Linked DNA regions of Ovis aries: region 1 is linked to region 2. A link is a contact called in public Hi-C data. All regions are on one chromosome and are shown on one strand. Each heading gives the region's core, a stretch centred on a gene start, on an enhancer-like site or on the middle of the called end of the contact. The rest is flanking DNA. Distances are from core to core; before and after follow the strand shown.

The links. A called contact is a pair of places that touch in the nucleus more often than the background predicts.
Region 1: a contact with region 2 is called in a Hi-C map of hypothalamus, with 3 times the contacts expected there. The contact joins two enhancer-like sites. A contact is called at or near these places in 4 of 16 Hi-C or Micro-C datasets (hypothalamus, mixed tissues, muscle and 1 more).

The regions. Positions count from the first base shown.
Region 1 is chr16:32,355,958-32,363,108 of ARS-UI_Ramb_v3.0, forward strand. It overlaps a transcript of GHR not described here. Among named protein-coding and RNA genes, the nearest start is that of GHR, 110 kb to the left of the region's middle. Within about 2 kb of position 5,729, at least 3 of the 54 cell types and tissues checked have an H3K27ac peak or open chromatin away from gene starts, as enhancers often do.
Region 2 is chr16:32,204,500-32,210,911 of ARS-UI_Ramb_v3.0, forward strand. All of the region lies in intron 2 of GHR (growth hormone receptor), which reads right to left. Among named protein-coding and RNA genes, the nearest start is that of GHR, 41 kb to the right of the region's middle. Within about 2 kb of position 1,797, at least 5 of the 54 cell types and tissues checked have an H3K27ac peak or open chromatin away from gene starts, as enhancers often do.

The sequences.
Region 1 (7,151 bases), core at 4,479-6,978, 160 kb after region 2:
TTCAGTTGGGTGTATCTTTCCATTTCTCCCTTGCCTTTCACTTTTCTTTTTTTTTTTTTCCAGCTATTTGTAAAGCCTCATAAGACAACCACTTTGCCTTCTTGCATTTTTTCCCCTTGGGATGGTTTTGGTCACTGCCTATTGTATAATGTTATGAAGCTCCACATAGTTTTTCAGGCACTCTGTCTACCAGATCTAATCTCTTAAATATACTCTTTGCCTCCACAGTATAATCACAAGGGATTTGATTTAGGTCATATCTGACTGGCCTACTGGTTTTCCCCTACTTTCTTTAATTTGAGCCTGAACTTTGAAATAAGGAGCTCATGATCTGAGCTATAGTCAGCTCTGGGTCTTATTTTTGCTGACTGTATAGAGCTTCTCCAACTTCAGCTACAAAAAATATAATCAGTCTGATTTTGGTATTGACCATCTGGTGACATCCATGTGTAGAGGCATCTCTTGTGTTGCTAGAAGGGCGTGTTTGCTATGACCTGTGCATTCTCTTGACAAAACTCTGTTAGCCTTTGCTCTACTTCATTTTGTACTCCAAGGCCAAACTTGCCTGTTACTCCATGCGTCTCTTGACTTGTCTCTTGACTACTTTTTATTCCAATCTCCGAGGATGAAAAGGGTATTCTTTATTTGGTGTAAGTTCTAGAAGGTCTTGAAGGTCTGTACCGATGTTCAAAAAAGGTTTTAAAGACATGGATAATGATGGTGTGGTCACTCACCTAGAGCCAGACATCCTGGAGTGTGAAGTTAAGTGAGCCTTAGTACAAACAAAGTTAGAGGAGGTGATGGAATTCCAGCTTAGCTATTTCAAATCCTGGAAGATGATGCCGTCAAAGTGCTGCACTGAATATCTTAGCATATTTGGAAAACTCAGCAGTGGCCACAGGACTGGAAAAGGTCAGTTTTCATTCCAATCCCAAAGAAGAGCAATGCCAAAGAATGCTCAAACTACCACACAATTGCACTCATTTCACACACTAGCCAGGTAACGTTCAAAATCCTTCAAGCTAGGCTTTAGCACTATGTGAACTGAGATATAAAAGCTGGATTTAGAAAAGGCAGATGAACCAGAGCTCAAATTGCCAACATTCATTCGATCATAGAAATAGCACAGGATTCTAAAAAAATATCTACTTCTGTATCACTGACTACGCTAAAGCCTTTGACTGTGTGGATCACAACAAACTGTGGAAAATTCTCAAAGAGATGGAAATACCAGCATACCTTACCTCTTTCCTGAGAAACCTGCATGCAGGTCAAGAAGCAACAGTTAGAAACAGACATGGAGCAAACTGGTTCAAACTGGGAAAGGAATACGTCAAGACTATACATTGTCACCTTTCTAATTTAACTTCTATGCAGAGTACATCATATGAAACGCCGGGCTGGATTAACCACAAGCTGGAATCAAAGTTGCTGGGAGAAATATCAACAACTTCAGATATGCAGATGATACCACTCTAATGGCAGAAAGTCAAGATGAAATAAAGAGCCTCTTGAGGAGGGTGAAAGAGAAGAACAAAAAAACTAGCTTAAAACTCAAATTCAAAAAACTAAGATCATGGCATCCAGTCTCATCACTTCATGGCAAATAGGTGGGAGAAAGTGAAAAGAGTGATAGATTTTCTTTTCTTGGGCTCCAAAATCACTAGGGACAGTGACTGCAGTCATGAAGACATTCACTCTTCAGAAGGAAAGCTATGACAAACCTAGACAACATATCCAAAAGCACAGACATCACTTTGCCAACAAAGGTCCATATAGTCAAAACTATAGTTATTCCAGTAGGCATGTATGGATATGAGAGTTAGACCAAAAAGAAGGCTGAGCGCCAAAGAATTGATCCTTTCAAATTGCGGTGCTAGAGAAGACTCTTAAGGGTCCCTTGGATGGCAAGGAAATCAACCCTGAATATTCACTGGAAGGACTGATGCTGAAGCTGAAGCTCTAATACATTGGCCACCTGATGCAAAGAGCTGACTCACCCTGATAGCTGGGAAAGATTGAAGGCAGGAGGAGAAGGGGATGACAGAAGATGAGATGGTTGGATGGCATCACCGACCAACTGACATGAGATTGAGCAAATTCTGGGAGATAGTAAAGGACAGGGAAGCCTGGCATACTGCAGTCCATGGGATCGCAAAAAGCCAGACATGACTTAGTGACTGAACAAAAACAACAATATCATTAGCAACATATCAGTATTGAATGTTTATTCTATGACAAACAAAGATTGTTTTGCATATGTCCCTATTGGAAATATGGTGCTGCCCTGACTGCTGATAAAAAGAAATCCTTCCTCTTCATTCTGCTGCTCTTTCTTTAGTCTTTCTGACTTGTTCGGTATAAAACTGGTGTCTTTTCTGTCATCATCATCTTGGCAAGGATCCTGGTATCTTCCCCCCTTATGGGAAGAAACCATTGTAGAGGGTTTGTCTTCAGGAATCTTTTCACAATTTCTCATTCATCTATGCTTTTCTAGGCTCTTCTTTACTTTGCTTTATCAAATTGAGGTTTCTCCTGGGTAACAATAACATAGCTTGAAGATGTCCAAAGAAGCCACTGATAGGGTGAAGTGGGATCATATGCCATCATCCTGACCAAGGACAAACCTGACATCTGACTGACAGCAGTCATAACTGGAAGTCTAACTGAGGACTCATCAGCCATCCTCAAACTTGAGATGAGGTATTTTCTGCATCACAGTAGCACCTTCTAGTTTAACGAGCATGAGAAGAAAACTTTGTAAGACTCTATTTTGTAATGATCTCACTCTACATTTTTGACATGACCACTCAAAGATTAAAAAAAAAGGTGGATATAATGTGATGCTTACTATGATAAAGGATATTTTTAAGCAAGAAAAAAAAATGAGTTTTTCTACACACCAATGACTTTTATCATATGTCTAATATATTAACAAGCATTAGTCACTCATTTGTTTTCGACTCTTTGTGAGCCCTTGGACCATCGCCTGCCAGGCCCCTCTATCCATGGGATTCTCTAGATAGAAATACTGGAGTTGGTTGTCATTCCCTTCTCCAGGAGATCTTCCTAACCCAGGGATTGAACCTGGATCACCAGCATTGCAGGCAGATTCTTTACCATCTGAGCCACCAGGGAAGCCCTATACTAAAGGAACAGAGAGGGATGCCTCTCTTAAGGTTTTCAATTATATATTACTTTAAATGTTTTATTCTGTAAACAACTGAGGATACAATCTAGGAGTTATTACAGCAAATGTCTAGCATAGCAGGCTGTCCACCATAGACCACTACATCAAAGCACCTGTTCAATTTGCAAGCCCTTTTGGTTCTAATGCTGACTGAGGGATTTATGGGGTACTTTCTACCACTGGTGCCAAATCTCCATGAAGTGAGCATTTTCCTTAGGATACATTTTCCACTTAGAAGCCCAGCCAGCTGGGGATAGACTTGTTTGTGTTTAAACAAATCCACAATCTAAGAAGTCTATTTCACTGGGATTATAATGACATTCTTCTAAAGAAGACTGACTGAAGTCTAGGCAATAACAAAAGATGCAAGCCCTAATCAGAGCAGTAAACACACCTGGAAGTTTTAAGGACTCTGTAGAAGAAATTATCTACTGATTTGGGAACGGAGTATTTGAAGGTGAGAGGCTAATTAAAAACACACAGCCCAACAATTAGACAAAATCATCGCCTTCCTATGAATCATTATTCAGTGAAATGGGGACCTGACCTAAGGGTTCAATTGCCTATATTAAAAGGTAGTAAGAAACACCCAACAAGGAAGTTGAGACTAAGCAATGACCCTCTCTGTCATCCTTCTTTTAAGAGTCTGGTACTCTTTATGGAATTTATTTAGCTCAAAGAAAAAACAACAACAAAAGAAAAGAAACTACTTCAGGAAGACCTCCTGCATTAGACTGGGAGCTGGAAGCATGGTTGTGATTACATTTTTATCTGTTTTACATAATTTATTTTTAAAAATTAATGGTAAGGGAAGAGAATCATTAAACAGTATTTCCTGATGCTTATATCCAAAATTGTTGCACACTGTTAAATAAATGATATAAATTATAGCTTGACTGTCCAAGGCAGCCCACATTAAGTCAATTAACACTCTTTCCACATGGCTGTGTCTACAGCATTCAGCAGAGTGAAACAATAAAAAAATGAATCACATTTATTTTGTGCTCTTGAGAATCCCAGAGCCTAGCAAGGAAGACAGATATGTAAGAAGTAGACTAAGAGACTGAAAATGAGTGAAATAGGTGTTCCTACTTCCCTGGTGGTTCAGAGGGTAAAGCGTCTGTCTACAATGCAGGAGACCTGGGTTCGATCCCTGGGTCGGGAAGATTCCTTGGAGAAGGAAACAGCAACCCACTCCAATACTCTTGCCTAGAAAATCCCGTGGATGGAGGAGCTTGGTGCAGGCTACTGTCCATGGGGTCGCAAAGAGTCGGGAATGACTGAGCCACTTCACTTCACTTCACAGATGTTCAAGCAAAGCCCAAAAAGATCTGAGAGAAATTCAATAATTTAATGGATGCAAATATAGCTCTGCAAAAAATCCTGAGATCATCTTGATAATTCCTCTCTTTTTGTTGTTTATTTGTTATTAACTTGTGAGAAATATGAAGCTCAAGAAAGTTAAGTAGTCTTCAAAAATTACAAAGCCTATTAGAAGCAGAGGTGAGGAGACCTAGGTTTCCTGACACCTACTTTATTTCACATTATGTCATCCTAACTGGCAGGTTTCTAATATAAAAGCAGAACTTTGGTTTAGAAATTATATATTCAAGTACTTATCAGTAGACCTGCTATATTTGAGGGAGGAGGGTGAATAAGAGGTAGGGAGTAGTGAAATTGATTTAAAAAATTGTTATTACTGATGTATAGCTGATTTACAGTATTGCGTTACTTTCAAGTGTATGGCAAAGTGGTTCAGATATACATATTACATATATCTTTTTCAGCTTCTTTTTCCACACAGGTCTTTACAATGAAATAGATTTTTGAACTTCAAAAAATGCATTTTATCATTGATTATTTCCTCCCTTTAAATGAGGAAAGAATAAAGCAAGGAAGAAAATGTAATATGGATGGAGACCTTAAAGCAAGGGGGATGGGTGAGGACTGTTACTGCACACACACACACACACACACACACACACACACACACACACACACACGAGGGGGAGGGCATGCACAAGGCTCGCAGGGCCCCTTGTCCTGACTGAAGTTTGTGCACAGGTAGGATCTTCTGATAGGCCCAGAAGTCAGTCTCTATCACAGGTTAGTTTTCTCTTTGTCAAGAAGAAATGGTCATTTCTTTCACATCCAGACTTGCTGATATAAACAACACTGTCATCATCATCAAGCATAAACACTTTCTGCCGGAAGACAGAAGAGTCTCAGCTGTGGCATATTCTCAGCTGGTGGCAGAGGAAACTCATAATTTAGTCGGGAAGCCTCAGCTGGATACACAAAAGAGAAATCAATCATAACAGATAGGTGTCTAATACTGAGTCCAGGTCGTAAATGCTACATGTGGAAACGCCTCTGTCCTGGCACAAAAATACTCACAGAGAAGAAAATACTCACTGGCAGTAGGCACAAAATATTCACAGAGGAGAAAAGTCATTCTCAGTGGAGTTAATTTGCATGTTGGTAGTACAGTTCAGACTCAAACTGGGCTCAGATGGGTCCCAAAGCTGTTGCCTTTACACCACACCCTCTCTCCTGTATGGATCAGCTTTGCTTCCTCTCTCCAAGGCGAGGACTTGGTAAGTGAGGAGTATCAGGGAGCTCCCTAAGTACTGAGATATAACTGCTCCAGACTTCCCTGCGGCATCACGAAGCATTTATCTCCAGAGGAAGACAAGGTTGTTGACTCAGTTCATGTCCTATTTGTACATCTTCAACCCCAGTTGCCTGAGGAAGTGTCTCTGATGTACTTTCACATCATTTAGGGCCAGATAGCATAGTGTCTAGGACTTGGACAGAACAAGCCTTCAATAAATGCTGACTGCGATTACCAACTCACACTTGAGAAAAGAATATCTCACAACGTCATCTCTACCTGTCTGTAATGCGCAGCTGCAATTTGCTCATTTTCAGAATATTCTACATCTGCTATTCAGGGCCTGGTATTCCTTGATAGTAAGAAATGAGAGAGCTGTATTCACTGCATGTAGTATTCTATTCACCTACACCGTATTACATTTTCCACAGACTCATTGGGAGTTCAGGCATGAAAAAAAGTCTTGAAACTATTATATCATAATGTTTTGACTGTGGATGATTAATAATCTGAAAAGAAATGAGTTGTTTACAGGTTTAAAATTAGTGAACAGTGTAATGAAATGGCTAAGAGAGCTCATGAATATTAAGCTGATATAATTGGAAGGACTGATGCTGAGGCTGAAACTCCAATACTTTGGCCACCTCATGTGAAGAGTTGACTCACTGGAAAAAATCCTGACGCTGGGAGGGATTGGGGGCAGGAGGAAAAGGGGACAACAGAGGATGAGATGGCTGGATGGCATCACTGACTCGATGGACATGAGTTTGGGTAAACTCTGGGAGTTGGTGATGGACAGGGAGGCCTGGTGTGCTGCGATTCATGGGGTCACAAAGAGTCGGACACGACTGAGCGACTGAACTGAACTGAATAGATGTAGAGTGTCCAGGACTCGGGATTTCACGTCTATGTTTCGGATGATATACATTAGGAAAGATGGTGAGAATGTGGACTCAAGGGCATATTGGTCAGGGCAGAAACGTGTGGCACCCCACAGTGGGTGAGGAACAACTCCGAGAGCAGGCGAAAAAGAATTCAGGAAGAAGGAGCAGGCTATCTGTTCTCTATACAGCACTTGAAGGGATGAGAGATTAGATTCACTGTATGTGGTTCCAGTTTGGGCCAGTAAGCAGAAGAAAATGTTGATTCAGTACAGGCAGAACTTTCTAGTCATGAATCTCTCCTAGAAAAGACTGGCTAGTGAGGAAGCAAGATTTTCATCTGATTATTTCCAAGAAGAGCTCAGCTGGTCCACTAATAGGGATGGCTCTGAAGTGGTGGTTCTTGCCCTTGGTAGCGAGTTACCTCTAAAGCCAGTGATCATACTAATCAACCATGTTATTGAGT
Region 2 (6,412 bases), core at 547-3,046:
GTTAATACTAAAAGAAGTATACAAGTCCACATATATGTATGTCTACATATATATATATACACACACACATATATATATATATATGTGTACACACAGAGAAAGAGAGACAGGGAGACTACAGACCATTTTTTAAAAAGCTGATGCAATAATTGATAGTTTAGAACTTTCACACTTATAAGGTAAAGCTCTAACTTGAGATATTTTGTCTCTTCTCAGAAAACTATAAAACACTATGAAAACAATAAGAACAGATAACTCAGAAAAGAAGAAAGCAAAGGGAAATTTGTATAGAATTTTCTTTTTCTCAGTGAAGGGTAGTAACATGAAGACTGAAGTGTACCGAATAAATGAAGTTAATAAAACTGAAGTCTAAAGCCAATGAACAATAAGCATAATCCCAAAGCTAATGATGAGTTCATTTATGAGGATCTTCAGAGGAAAAAACAGGATATTGCAAAGCTTGAATAAGTTAAAAGGGCACATTCTTAACCTATACCTTTAGCTTCAATCCCCAGCAACATGCTAGAATGAATTGTTGGTTTCTGAGTCCAGAAAGGAAACCATGGGTCACTTGGAACCAGCATGGATTCATTAAGAACAAATCATTATTGGAAATGCACTTCACTTCCCTTCATGAAAGGATTATCTGGCTGTTTAGTAGAATGTTGTTCATCAAATGTTTCTGTTTCAGTGAGGCAAGGGACATAGTCTCTCATGCTATGCTGTAAGTAAAAGCTATTCCTGTTTTCTGAATAATTATAAGTGAATTCATAGATGGTTAAACAAATGACCCAAGAAGTAAATTACAGAATTCTAAACAGCCTGGGTCATGATTTTCAAGGGCAGGTTGCAAGGTTTTGAATTTGGTTTTGCAATAAACGTTTTGATAGAAGAGCCCCTGCAAAGTGGGGACATGCATATGGATTTGTCATGTCCATAGATGAAAAATAATTGGTAATTCTGTTCTGGAGGAAAAAAGGGGGACAGGGTTTCCAATCTAACAGATCTCATTAGATTCAACTAATGGACTGAAATGAACTAAAATTCTCCAAAATTATTTGGAGAAAAGGTAAAGTTCCCAGCTTGCAATTCTCTTGCAAAAGTACCCCTTTACCAGCCTGCATCACTGCGTGACATCTCACTGGCAAAGCCTGGGCTCAAACTTCCCTGACTCCCTGGAAGCTGCATCAGTAGGATCTGAGTCCAAGCATCATTTTGATTTCAAAAATGAGATTCAAAGCAGACAGCAAATTATCATGATTTTAAACAATACACAGTTGAACACTGAAAACCTTACTCTAACTCAGTCCTCTCTGGCAAAGACAGATATTTATGCAAAGAGAGAAGACAAGTGCATTCACATCTTAGAAGATTGTCCCTGAGCCAGTGGGTTACCCTCCTGGGAGATTAAAACTCACAGTCAGGGGTAGACATATAACCACAAAGTATGGTGGAGATGGAGGTGGGGTAGGGTGGGGAGAAGAGGTGACGGTACACAGAGAACATGGTCCAGCCCCAGGGAAAGGCATGTGGCCCCACTTGTCTAAGCATCTCATCTTGTTCTTTAATTAGCTCTGGTCTTCCTGTGCCAGGGAATGGATTTATGGCAGCAAATCTGTTTCTTAAAAAAAAAAAAAGGCAGCAAAACATATCCCCCAAAGTTCACATTCCCAAATAAAAAGAGAAGGGAGCAAAACCTTTGCCACTGAACAGGAAGACCAGGCAGTTGTGTTTGCACAAGGTTCCCAGGGAGGAAGGGGGAGGGGTTCAACTAGTGATAAGATCACAGCTTCCAGCCGCTGAGTGGCCCACCCTGACCCTCTGGTCTTGGGAGTTTGGAGCAGAATTCAGATCCCTTCTGGCTTTGACAAGGGAAAACAAAACAAAACCAAAAACAGAAAGAGGCAGAGAAAAAGAAAACTTTCCCAAGTCACTGATCTCCTTTTCCCCTCATTCCTTCTGTCTTGAGTCCATCCGTCCTCCTGTGACGATGCTTAATTTGGAGGAGGAGGAGACCATTTTAGTAAGAGCCCTAAATATTTCAGTTTCTGCAGCCTCCTAGCCTTAGACCATGCTCAGAAGAGCACATCGCCTTCCTGGGGTTTGTTTCTTCTGTTTTCATTTGTTTTGAAATGATATCCATGTTTTGCAGCGTATTCCAAATAAAAGCAACCCTCTTTTAAAATGCTTACTGCTAAACTTACAAACATCTTGATAAGAAAAAAAGAAGCCTGTGTGGAGTTCATTTACTCAGGAAGCCCGTTTTTTTCCAGTGTGTTATCACTTTGGGATTTAGTATTAGAAAAGATGTCCCTCAAGGATCAGACAGCAACTCAATATGTTGACCCTCTTCCCTTTGCATGTTATTTATAAACCATTTCTCCAACAAATTTATCTGCGATACCCAATGCCACGTGTTCGAGCTTTTTTTAGTCAGACATTTTGCACCTTCATTCAGCTTTGGCTGGAATCCCAGCGCTCTGGCTCAGACGAACTTTATGGCCTGACAAAAAGGGCCCTTTGAGGTCAGTGGGGCCTTGGTAAGGAAGGGCGAGGATCTCTGCCACTAGGGAGAGACACGTGGCAGGCACTGACGGCCTGAGGGGTAACTCTGCTCTTAGATTTGGATTTCCATGGTGCTTTCTTGCGAATGACCTGTACAAAATATAGCAACAAAAGCAAAACACTGATGAAGTAAGACAAATGGGCTTTCAGAGTGAATGTCTCTCCTAAAAGCACGGTGACAGGCCCAGGGTGTTCGTCTTTTAGAGATCTGAGTCCAGCTGTCCTATTTTATCACTGAGTCAATCAAAAAGTTAAACCCATTTCTTAGGAAACAAGCTTTCTGTTGCCATACAGCCCATTACTGTTGGAGGCAGCCACTTTAGCTGAAAGGTACACTCGATTATCAAAAAGCTTCCTGCCCTCCAACTGGCACATCTCTTCTGTTCTAAACGTTTTTGCTGAAAATTCTTAAGTTGAAAGGAAGAGAAATAGGCAAGGGTGTATTGGGAGGGGAGCAAAGTGGGATCAGAAAAAGGCAGAGGAGAAGGAAGAAAGGAAATATGATCAATATTTCACCAAACCGTATGACTTTTGGGTTCTCTTCCTTTAGTTTCATAACAATAAGAGCTTATGTCTATTGAGTGTTTATATGCTAGAGAGGTTTTAAGTTCTTACATGTATTAACTGATTTAATGTTCACAATAACCCTCTATGTTAGGCACTGTAATTGTCCCACCTTACATGAGGAAACTAAGGCACAGAGAGGTGAAGTAACTTCACTGAGGTCACATAGCATACAGGTGCTAGAAGTGCTTGTGCTTAGTTGCTCGGTTGTCTGACTCTGCGACCCTTTGGACTGTAGCCCGCCAGTCTCCTCTGTCCATGGGATTTTCCAGGAAAAAATCCTGGAGTGGGTTTCCTCCTCCAGGGGATCTCCCCAGTCCAGGGATTGAACCCTTAAATCCTGCGTCCTTGCCTTGGAGGAGATCAAATGCACTCTGTTCTCTGCACAGTCTGCTTGACGGGCTCCATGTTACACAACCCCCGTGACACAGGGCAGGTTAGGTCGGCGAGCTTATCTAGACACATCCCCTCTCTTTCAACCTTACTGACCACTCTCCACCTTTCTTTTCAAGCTTGTGACAGCACAAATGAAGATACAGCTCAGAGAGCTGGAAAGACTGTGAGGAATCCTTCAGATGAGCCTGGTCAGCTGACTATATGCAGTAGAATTCTGGTTTTACCAGGCTCACTTTGGTTTACTCACCCTGACAAAGAAACAAAATTTTAAAGTGGCAGGACAGCAGGGAACTGGAGTCCACATCCTAAGTATTGTTCTTTTCACACTATAATTCTCTTATCTACACAGAGCTGTATTTTCTATCATTGCAGGGGAAAAGGCAGTTCAGGATGGGTGGGTGGGTGGGTGTGTACATACACATACCTTCCAGTTAAGATGTTAAATAGACTGTATGACAGCATTCCAATAATAGTGATATACAAGGGACAGAAAAATGAGTCAAATGAAATCTATTGTTTTGTCCCTTAAGAAAAATATTGATAAAAAAATCACTTACCTAGATATTCACAATCAAGGTTAAAGAGTGGAAAACCACCACTACAAAAGGGGTACATTCATGCTGATATAGCACTCGTGCAGGATCCTATGGGAGCTGGATGGACACTCACACACACAGAGTTTCTATCAGTGTTTGACCTCTGAGTTCTGCTCTGCTGGTTAATACAGACAACTATTTAGTTTCACTGAAGCCTGCAGGAATATACTGTATCTGCTGTGATAGCCAATCTCAAATTTCTAACACTTTTGTGGCTTTTGCTGTCCTCACCTCCTCCCAAACTCACCCACCTGCCAAGTTCCTTTGCTAAATAATTCTAGATGCAAGAGTACTGACATGAGGAACTGAAGATGGTGGAGGGATACACTGATTATTAAACATTCATTAAAGGAAAAGAATGAACTTACTATGAATACAGTAACATGAGATTATTTTTCTGGGCTCCAAAATCACTGTAGATGGTGATTGCAGCCACGAAATCAAAAGATGCTTACTCCTTGGAAGGAAAGTTATGACCAATCTAGACTGCATATTCAAAAGCAGAGACATTACTTTGCCAACAAAGGTCCGCCTAGTCAAGGCTATGGTTTTTTCAGTGGTCATGTATGGATGTGAGAGTCGGACTGTGAAGAAAGATGAGTGCCGAAGAATTGATGCTTTTGAACTGTGGTGTTGGAGAAGACTCTTGAGAGTCCCTTGGACTGCAAGGAGATCCATCCAGTCCATTCTAAAGGAGATCAGTCCTGGGTGTTTATTGGAAGGACTGATGCTGAAGCTGAAAGTCCAGTACTTTGGCCACCTGATGTGAAGAGCTGACTTATTTGAAAAGACCCTGATACTGGGAAAGATTGAGGGCAGGAGGAGAAGGGGACTACAGAGGATGAGATGGTTGGATAGCATCACTGACTCGATGGACATGGGTTTGGGTGGGCTCCGGGAGTTGGTGATGGACAGGGAGGCCTGATGTGCTGTGATTCATGGGGTTGCAAAGAGTTGGACATGACTGAGCAACTGAACTGAACTGAACATGAGATTTAATATAATTTACCATGGAAGTTACTGTGAATATTCACTCCAATATTGAAACTCCAATACTGGGGCCACGTAATGCAAAGAGCCAGTTCACTGGAAAAGACCATGATGCTGGGAAAGATTGAGGGCAGGAGGAGATGGGGGCAGCAGAGGATGAGATGGTTGGATGGCACCATCAACTCAATGGACATGAGTCTGAGCAAGCTCCAGGAGATGGTGAAGGACAGGGAAGCCTGTCATGATGCAGTCCATGGTGCTGCAAATAGGCACGGCTTAGCAACCGAACAATAGCAACAACCATTGCAAGTTATGATTTCTGTACCATTAATCTAAGCACTAAACAAGCACTGCTTGGAGGTGGCGAGCACATTAAAGGAACATACAGGGGCTGGCCATCAGACAGACCTGGGTTCTGCTGTGTGACAAACCACAACCTTCTTGAGCTCTCTTGGCTTCGGGTCCTCCTGGGTAAAGAGGATTACCACATACACCTTCCAGGGTGTCTGTGGGATGCAGGGTGAGCACAGTTACCTAGGTGTTGCTTACACTTAATGCTGAGTTCATGTCTGTCCCTTTAATCTAGTGACTGGAAGTTTCTAAAGTGTAAGGATTTAAAAAAATATATCCTTCCTTTTTTTTTTTTTTTTCAAAATTTAAAAAATCCAAACGTTTGGGGAGGTGGGGAGGAATCAACTCCTTCTGCAAGAAATAGGATTTGGGTAAATGATAGAAGGGAGGGGCCAAAGAAGTAAAAATATCCCAAGGACAATCTTTGCCAGGTAGATTTCCGAAACCTGGGGGTGAGGAGGGGGAACCCATAAATAGATGCCAGGGTCTTTATACAGTTCTGCTCTGAATATAAGTCATGTGCAAGGGGTGTCCCATAAACTTGAGGCTATCCTAATGATTCCTCTCATAGCTGTGGTCTGTGGATATCTCCTAGAGGACTGGCCACTCAGACCGGCCAACCCCTGGTGGCTCTCATTTAAACATTTAGTTGCTTCTCAGCACCTCCACTAGAGGGCAGCAGGTGGAAGGGAGAGGATGTCCCAATGGATCAATGTCAGTGCTTGGCAGGAGCAGCTGTCAAGGTGGGGTGCCAAGTAATGGGGGTGGGGGGGTGCAAAGGGGCAATTCAACTGAGTGGAAAAGATGAGAGCTTGAGTGATTAATGGTTTTCCATTTCTAAGTGAAGCCAGGGATGGAAGGAGAAAGAGCCCAGCACTAGAGGAAGCTGGAAGAAGGTTTTCCAAACCAGCTGATCTTCAGATTCATGTTTGGAGTTTTCCTAAAACACA